Linked DNA regions of Zea mays: region 1 is linked to region 2. The links are chromatin contacts, called in public Hi-C maps. All regions are on one chromosome and are shown on one strand. Each heading gives the region's core, a stretch centred on a gene start, on an enhancer-like site or on the middle of the called end of the contact. The rest is flanking DNA. Distances are from core to core; before and after follow the strand shown.

Region 1 (3,651 bases), core at 413-2,912, 130 kb after region 2:
GTGGGGAGGGGGTAATGGGAATGGAACACGGAATGGCAGCCATGAATGGGAATGAGCTTTGCGGGGAGGGGAGAATGAGAAAGATAGTGCGGGAATGGGAATGGCAGAACACGGAATGGCAGCCTACCCCTGACCGCCTTAATAAGTAGTAGAGATATTGTTCACCCTCTTCATTTAAACAACATCATTATTTTAGCGTTTCTTCAAATGAACTCTTCAGCTATATACACTCGTATTCAATCTTCTCTAAAATTAAAGTGCACTTTCAAGTTTCAATTGTGGCTAAATCGGTAAGCCTTTTGTTAATTAAATTAACAATTCAATAATAACACATGGAAAATGCACATACGATAAAATCCTAGGATGTACCTACCAATCTCATTGAAGACACTGTTTGGAACCCCTAGAGATAATAGTTAGCCATCTAATAATACATTAGTAGATGGGTTGAACTAGCTAATGAGCTAATTGTTAGCTGTGAGGTAGCTAAATTAGCTAATGTATTAGTTGAGGGTGTTTGGAACCTAACAACAAACTTTTAGTAGCAAATTAGTTCTAGGGGTTCCAAACATGGCCTAAGACCTATTCAACCATCTTTAGTACGTCTTTAGGATCAAATATGGGTGATCGACCGTTGACGGATGAATGAAGGTTAGAGTAAGACAGGAGCTCGTTCAAATGAGTGGATGGTTACGACTCGGTAATTTTCCTTTCCTGTATTCTCTTTGTATATGCAGCAAGTGCCAGAATTATCTATTTCATGACAAGAGAAGGAAGGGTGTTAATGGACCTCTGATAGTTTGGTTTCATATCGAATTATAAGGTGTGGATGCAGCATGTCGAGTTGTGGCATCAACATGTAGAAGTGGAATAGCATGACATGATTGATGGGCAATGGTTGGATGAGCGAGATGCTTGATGCTCTTTGGATAGAGTTTGAGCTAGTGGCGAGCGTGTTCCTATGGTGTCTTAGGACCCCTATCAGTTTGCTCCTGACATGAATTATCAAAATGCACACCAAGTAGTGTAGTATGAGTTTTGAGTAAGATTAGTCTATATTTTCCGTAAATAAATGCATTGTCAATTGTATTTTATGTTGTATTTAATAAATTTATCAAATGATGCTGATGTTTATATAGTGTCGTTTAGTTCACAAATTGGTAACGTAATAGATAACCGATAACGTTAAATTATGTTTGTTTATAAATGGATATCTATCTATTCAAACTTGTTATCGCCATGTGAATCATTACTATTATCATTTACGTTATATTTTGTGAACCAAACATTATTTATATTTTTTTATAAACTTAATCAAAACTTTGTAAAGTTTAACTCAGGATACAACCAACTAATAAAATCACTTACAACATGGAGGGAGTGTCCTTGTACTCAACTTAAATTGGTAGATCGTATTATCTTAAATGCCCAACAATCACATACGCGTAAACCTAAATTGTGTTGTCCGATGATTCTTGTTTGTGTGTGACAAATCCGAGTTGGGGAGAAGTATGATAACGATTTGCCTGTCTTGTGGTATCGTATCTGGGTTGTAGAGAAACGTAGGGGCCGGGCGTGTGACATGTCACGCCCGACGTCATCGTTGCCCGAACCCATTTCTTCTCTCCCGTATAAATAACTGTAGTGCAGCGGTGGCGTTGTATACTCCACCACTCTGCTAAAGAGTAAAGACCCAAGCAGACATAGATCAGTGGGTCCTCGTCAAGCAGCACGGTGATCCACGCTTCCACGGGCGCACAGGGCTTTTTGCCGGCCATTACAGAGGAGAGGAGGCCGACAAAGGCGTGGCAGAGGTCCCATCCATGGGAGAGGAAGCGGCCGCGGCCACGGCCACGGCCACCGTGGCGGCAGGGAACGCACCTCCGCACCTGCTCCTGGTATGCTTCCCGGGGCAGGGTCACGTGAACCCGATGGTCCGCCTGGCCAAGCGCATCGCGGCCAAGGGCCCCCTTGTGACCTTCTCCTCGCTCTCCAGCATCGGGGCGAAGCTCACCGCGTCCGCGGGCGTATCGGCCGGCGGCGACGGCGTGCCGGTGGGCCGGGGCCGCGTCCGGTTCGAGTTCATGGACGACGAGGACCCCGGGCCTGACCTGGACGACCTCATGCGCCACATCGCCAAGGACGGCCCGCCGGCGCTGGCCGAGCTGCTGGGGCGGCAGGCACGGGCCGGGCGGCCCGTGGCGTGCGTGGTGGTGAACCCGTTCATGCCGTGGGCGGTCGACGTGGCCGCCGACGCCGGGATCCCCTCGGCGGTGCTGTGGGTGCAGTCGTGCGCGGTGTTCTCGCTCTACTACCACCACGTGCACGGCCTCGTGGAGTTCCCGCCCGAGGACGACCTGGACGCGCGCTTCACGCTGCCGGGCCTCCCCGAGATGTCCGTCGCCGACGTGCCGTCGTTCCTGCTCCCGTCCAACCCGTACAAGCTGCTGGTGGACGCGATCATCGCCCAGTTCCACAACATCCACCGCGCGTCGTGGGTGCTCGCCAACTCCTTCACGGAGCTGGAGCCCGACGTGGCGGCGGCGCTCCCGGGCGTGACGCCGCGGCCGCCGGAGCTCATCCCCGTGGGCCCGCTCATCGAGGTCGGCGGCGGGCGGGACGACGACGAGGGCGCGGTGCGCGGCGACCTGATGAAGGCCGCGGACGGCTGCGTGGAGTGGCTGGACGCGCAGGCCCCGCGCTCCGTGGTGTACGCGTCGGTGGGCAGCGTGGTGCGGCTGAACGCGGAGGAGGTGGGGGAGATGGCGCACGGGCTCGCGTCCACGGGGCGGCCCTTCCTGTGGGTGGTCCGCCCCGACACCCGGCCGCTGCTGCCGGACGGGTTCCTGGACTCCGTGGCCGGGCGCGGCGCGGTGGTGCCTTGGAGCCCCCAGGACCGCGTGCTGGCGCACCCGTCCACCGCCTGCTTCCTCACGCACTGCGGGTGGAACTCCACCCTGGAGACCATCGCGGCGGGCGTGCCCGTGGTGGCCTTCCCGCAGTGGGGCGACCAGTGCACGGACGCCAAGTTCCTGGTGGACGAGCTCGGGATGGGTGTCCGCCTCCGCGGGCCGCTGCGGCGGGACGCCGTGCGGGAGGCGGTGGACGCCGCAGTGGCGGGGCCCGAGGCCGACGCGATGCTCGCCAGCGCCAGGAGGTGGAGCGCGGCGGCGCGGGAGGCCGTGGCGCCCGGCGGGTCCTCGGACGCGCACGTCCAGGCGTTCGTGGACGAGGTGTCCCGGCGAGCTTGTGGCGTGCAAGTGGCTAAGGTCGTGCCGCCGTCGTCAGAGGAGCTTCACCAGTCACCGGTCAGAGTCCAAACCTGATCAGCAGTCATCCCGTGTTGGTTGGTATTGTTACCGTCTGTCTGATACGAACCAATTTTTTGCTTCCTCTACCGTCTTGACGCCATTTGTGGACTGTGGCCGGCGGTCGCGCAGCGTATACTGAATCACGAGTATAGCTTGGGTTTAGCTGGCGTCTCGCCGGCCGCGTGGCTTTCATTTTCCGGGAAAAACTATTCTTTTTTAAGAACTTGTTTGGATGCACAATGTAATCCTTTATTATATAGTCTAGCAAGGTATTATATACCTCTCAATCTTCTCCAATAATAATTATGCATCCAAACAAACCTATAAGGTCACCAATGGT
Region 2 (4,141 bases), core at 1,371-3,870:
CACACATAAGTCTGACGAGCATATAGTTTCTTGATATAACTGTTGGACATGTATTGTAGTTGTGCAACGGCCAGGAAATCTCTGATAATATGTACATTAGGTATTATTTCATCTTATTCTCTACTGACTTTTGTACTCGAAATTATTACATTAGCTTTTATTTTATCTAATTCTTTTGCGAATTATGTGTTTGAAATTTTTATGCCTATTGACAATGCCTGGTGCAGCGGTAGAGTCTAACGTCTGTAACCGGAAGGTCCTGGATTTGAGCTCCAGCCTCTGCATATTATGCGGGTAAGGCTTGACGCTTAAAAATACTTTGCGCTTAAAGATACCCTTTCTCAGACCCTGCACGGTACGGGAAGTCTACGGCACTGGGTACGTCCTTTGATTGACAATGAAGATTAGTATATTCCTAAATCCATGGTGGCAGAACAGATACAAACAAGAAAACACACACACAAAACAATTAATTGAGCACAAGCTATCTTTTTAAGTATCATCTTATAGGTTTCAGGTGCACATCCTAATTAAAACCATTTAGGATGACCTAAAGTTAAACTGAGGTTTGTCAGGCTAGCAATAGCGCATATGTATGCTACGTTGCGATCAAGCAGGCAGAGTAGTAGAAGGGGTTTCTCTGAAGCAAGCAGGCGGCGGCCGAGCTCAACAATGTCGACGGGCGATGCAAAAGAGACAGCGCTAGCAAAACTGCAAAGAGAGTCCGAAGCTCCCTGTGCCGTCCCGTCCTGTCCTTGAGGAGGCCAGCTGCTGATGCTCAACGCGCCAGAGTGGAAGCAGGGGCTGGTTGGGAGCTTCAGCGCGATCGTCTCCGGAGACCTTAGAGGGTGTTTTGGTTCGAGTAATAACGTCCGTCAGGTCAGGTCAATAGGTAACCGATACATGATAGGTAAAAAAAATTTGATATCTATGTGTATTTTATTGGGTTATTTATTATACTCAGCGGTTATGGTGGGTATGATTATATTCTCTCTTGCTCCATACCCACTATCTACCTGATAGAAAAGCCAATAACATATGATATGTGGGTCTGAATTAATGGAGTGTTTGGTTTGAGGAATGATGTAGTCCATCATCTTCTCGCTCCTCATTTTTTTTGTTTGGTTTGTGGAATGAAGTGAGTTAATCCATCACCACCTCATTCCTCATAGTTAGTTGTTTAGTACTAATATGTGGAATGGAGTCATCCTACCAAATATAAGGAATGGACCCATGATGCACCACTTCATTTTGGATAAAGTGATTCATCAAACCAAACACCTCATAAATGACTTATTCTGTCTCATGTATGAGCTTGTATGATGTTGTCATTTAATGTTGAATGCTATTAATCTTGTAATAAAATTATATTGGGTTCGATGAATTTGTCATGCTGATACAAAGATAATATGTTATTTTAGCATCTTTCAATATTAATGAGGTATGTTGGTTTCACCAATTTATATTCGGTACTTACTTTTGCAATTTAAATCATCTTGTCTATTGTAATGTTAGTGGGTATAGGTATCATATTATAGGTCTCCTCTGTTCTTTAGAAGCCAATAGTGTAAGTAGAGATAGAGAGAGATATTCACAAACCCCAAAACACAATTCGATGCACGTTTCGTTGGAATCCATATCTCATGCAGTTGGGCCGCCGTGGAGGACGCCGGCGCCATTTTGGCATTTGGGAGGACGCCGAGGAGGGTCGCTCCCAAGTCCCAACGCAAGGAAGGAAGGAAGGAGGATCTGCGTGAGACACGTGGCCGAGCCAACAGTGTGCCAGACAGAGCTGAGTCTTGGCTGTACACAGCCAAGCTTTTTGCGCCTGTTTTCTTTTCTTCTTCTTTCTGTTTCTAACACTTAGACAAGTATATTAGTACATAAAACCAATGTACTAAGGCTTAGAAACATACCTTTACTCATGATTTGCACTTTGTTCATCCATGGGCATAAATTCACATTTAAGCACTTGTGTTTGCACTCAATCACCAAAATACTTAGAAATGGCCCAAGGGCACATTTCCCTTTCAGGAGGGCGGAGGATGGGAGGAGGGGATGGTGCGGACGGGGCTGAGCGACACGGTGAGGGGAACGAAACGGTTGTTGGCAGGACACAGGGGTGGCAGAACACATGAGTGGCAGAACATGTCAGAGGTAGGCTACTATTGCAGCCTTAATAAATAGTATAGATAATGGGTAGTAGGTATGGGTATAGCTTTGTGTGCCCATTGGATACCATACACATTGCCATTTATAGTGTTGGTTCTTTAGAAGCCAGTAGTGTTAGTAGAGATAAAGAGAGAAGATATTCACAAACCCCAAAAACACAATTCGATGCACGTTTCGTTGGAAACTTGGAATCCGTATCTCATGCAGTTGGACCGCCGTGGAGGACGCCGGCGCCATTTTGGCATTTTGGGAGGAGCCGAGGAGGGTCGCTCCCAAGTCCCAACGCAAGGAAGGAAGGAAGGAGGGTGTGCGCGCGCGTCCGTCGACCGTCGTGTCATCATGGCCACGCGCTCGCGGGCGTGTGCGTGTCGCATCATCGTCCATCATGCGCGCGCGGGGTGGTGCTGGTGCAGGCGTTTATGGCGATCTATCGACCTACCCGCCTACTGTACGTGGCTGCGTGCATCACTCGTTCTGTACCGTGCACGTAATTGCTACGGAGCATTAGCGTGGACCCAGACCCAGCTAGCCAAACTTTAATCTTGACGGTGATTGGTGGCTGGTGGCTATGGGCTACCGGCTATGGCCAGGCAAGCTGCAGAACCAGCACGGGTGGCGACGCAACCCGATCGTGCCAGTGCAACTGCGAGTTGGCGTAGCCCAATTAATAAGTAGCTTGCATCGAAAAGCCAGGAAACGCGACGAGCTGTCAGCGGAGGAGCGACGAGCCTGTTTGGTTCAGCTTTATTCTGACCAGCTTTTCTGAAAATCTGGCTGTGAGAAGAATCTGGCTGTGGGGAAAATCTAAGTATAATTACGATTACGTGTGGAGAAAGATAAAGTTGTTCATAGGGCTCAGGATCTAGAAAGTGACTGATTCCTACTGTTACAATGACTCAACCGATTATGTGTTTATGTTGATTTTGGATGGTTTTTGCCCCAACGAATTTTATAGAAGCTGACTGAAAAGCTAAGTGTTTGGCAGTCCGCAGCAGCTTTTGGTGGCCAGAAGCTGCCAGAAGCCGAAACAAACATGCCCGACGTCTGCGCCCTATGGCTCTCTGTCATGTATGCCCCGTAGGGGTGGGCACATTTTTACCAAAAACCGAACCGTACCGAACCGAACCGAAATTTAGGTAGTTCGGTTCGGTTTCGGTTTTTGCATCTCAAAAGTTCGGTTTTCGGTATCGTAATCGGTTTTCACCGTATACCAAACCGAAATACCAAAAAACCGAATTACCTAACTGAAAGTCGCCTAGAGGGGGGGGGTGAATAGGGCGAAACTGAAATTTACAAATATAAACACAACTACAAGCCGGAGTTAGTGTTAGTAATAAAGAAACGAGTCCGCAAGAGAGGGCGCAAAACAAATCCCAAGCGAATAAGCAAGTGAGACACGGAGATTTGTTTTACCGAGGTTCGGTTCTTGCAAACCTACTCCCCGTTGAGGAGGCCACAAAGGCCGGGTCTCTTTCAACCCTTCCCTCTCTCAAACGATCCACGGATCGAGTGAGCTTTCTCTTCTCAATCACTTGGAACACAAAGTTCCCACAAGGACCACCACAAGTTTGGTGTCTCTTGCCTCAATTTACAAGTGAGTTTGATCGCAATGAAAGAATCAAGAAGAAAGAAAGCAATCCAAGTGCAAGAGCTCGAAAGAACACAAGCAAATCACTCTCTCTAATCACTATGGCGTTGTGTGAATTTGGAGAGGATTTGATCTCTTTGGTGTGTCTAGAATTGAATGCTAGAGCTCTTGTAGTGGTTGGGAAGTGGAAAACTTGGATGCAATGAATGGTGGGGTGGTTGGGGTATTTATAGCCCCAACCACCAAACTTGACCGTTGGCTGGGCTGACAGTTCGATGGCGCACCGGACAGTCCGGTGCCCCTGCCACGTCATCACTGCCGTTGGATTCTAGCCGTTGGAGCTCCTGACTTGTGGGCCCGCCTGGGTGTTCGGTGCACACC

What was found. A called contact is a pair of places that touch in the nucleus more often than the background predicts.
Region 1: a Hi-C map of ear shows a contact between it and region 2, with 1.8 times the contacts expected there. The contact joins the promoter of LOC100281303 here to the enhancer-like site in region 2. A contact is called at or near these places in 3 of 25 Hi-C or Micro-C datasets (ear, leaf and tassel).

What each region holds. Positions count from the first base shown.
Region 1 is chr4:243,098,564-243,102,214 of Zm-B73-REFERENCE-NAM-5.0, forward strand. It overlaps LOC100281303, which reads left to right and starts at 1,663. Exons shown (of 1, transcript NM_001154221.3): 1 at 1,663-3,393. The coding sequence starts at 1,824. The coding sequence ends at 3,326.
Region 2 is chr4:242,963,486-242,967,626 of Zm-B73-REFERENCE-NAM-5.0, forward strand. LOC103654853 (putative multidrug resistance protein) reads left to right here. Exons shown (of 6, transcript XM_008681676.3): 6 at 1-182. Among protein-coding and RNA genes, the nearest start is that of LOC103654853, 12 kb to the left of the region's middle. Within about 2 kb of position 2,621, at least 18 of the 20 cell types and tissues checked have an H3K27ac peak or open chromatin away from gene starts, as enhancers often do. A contact at or near this core is called in ear, leaf and tassel, where this site is marked.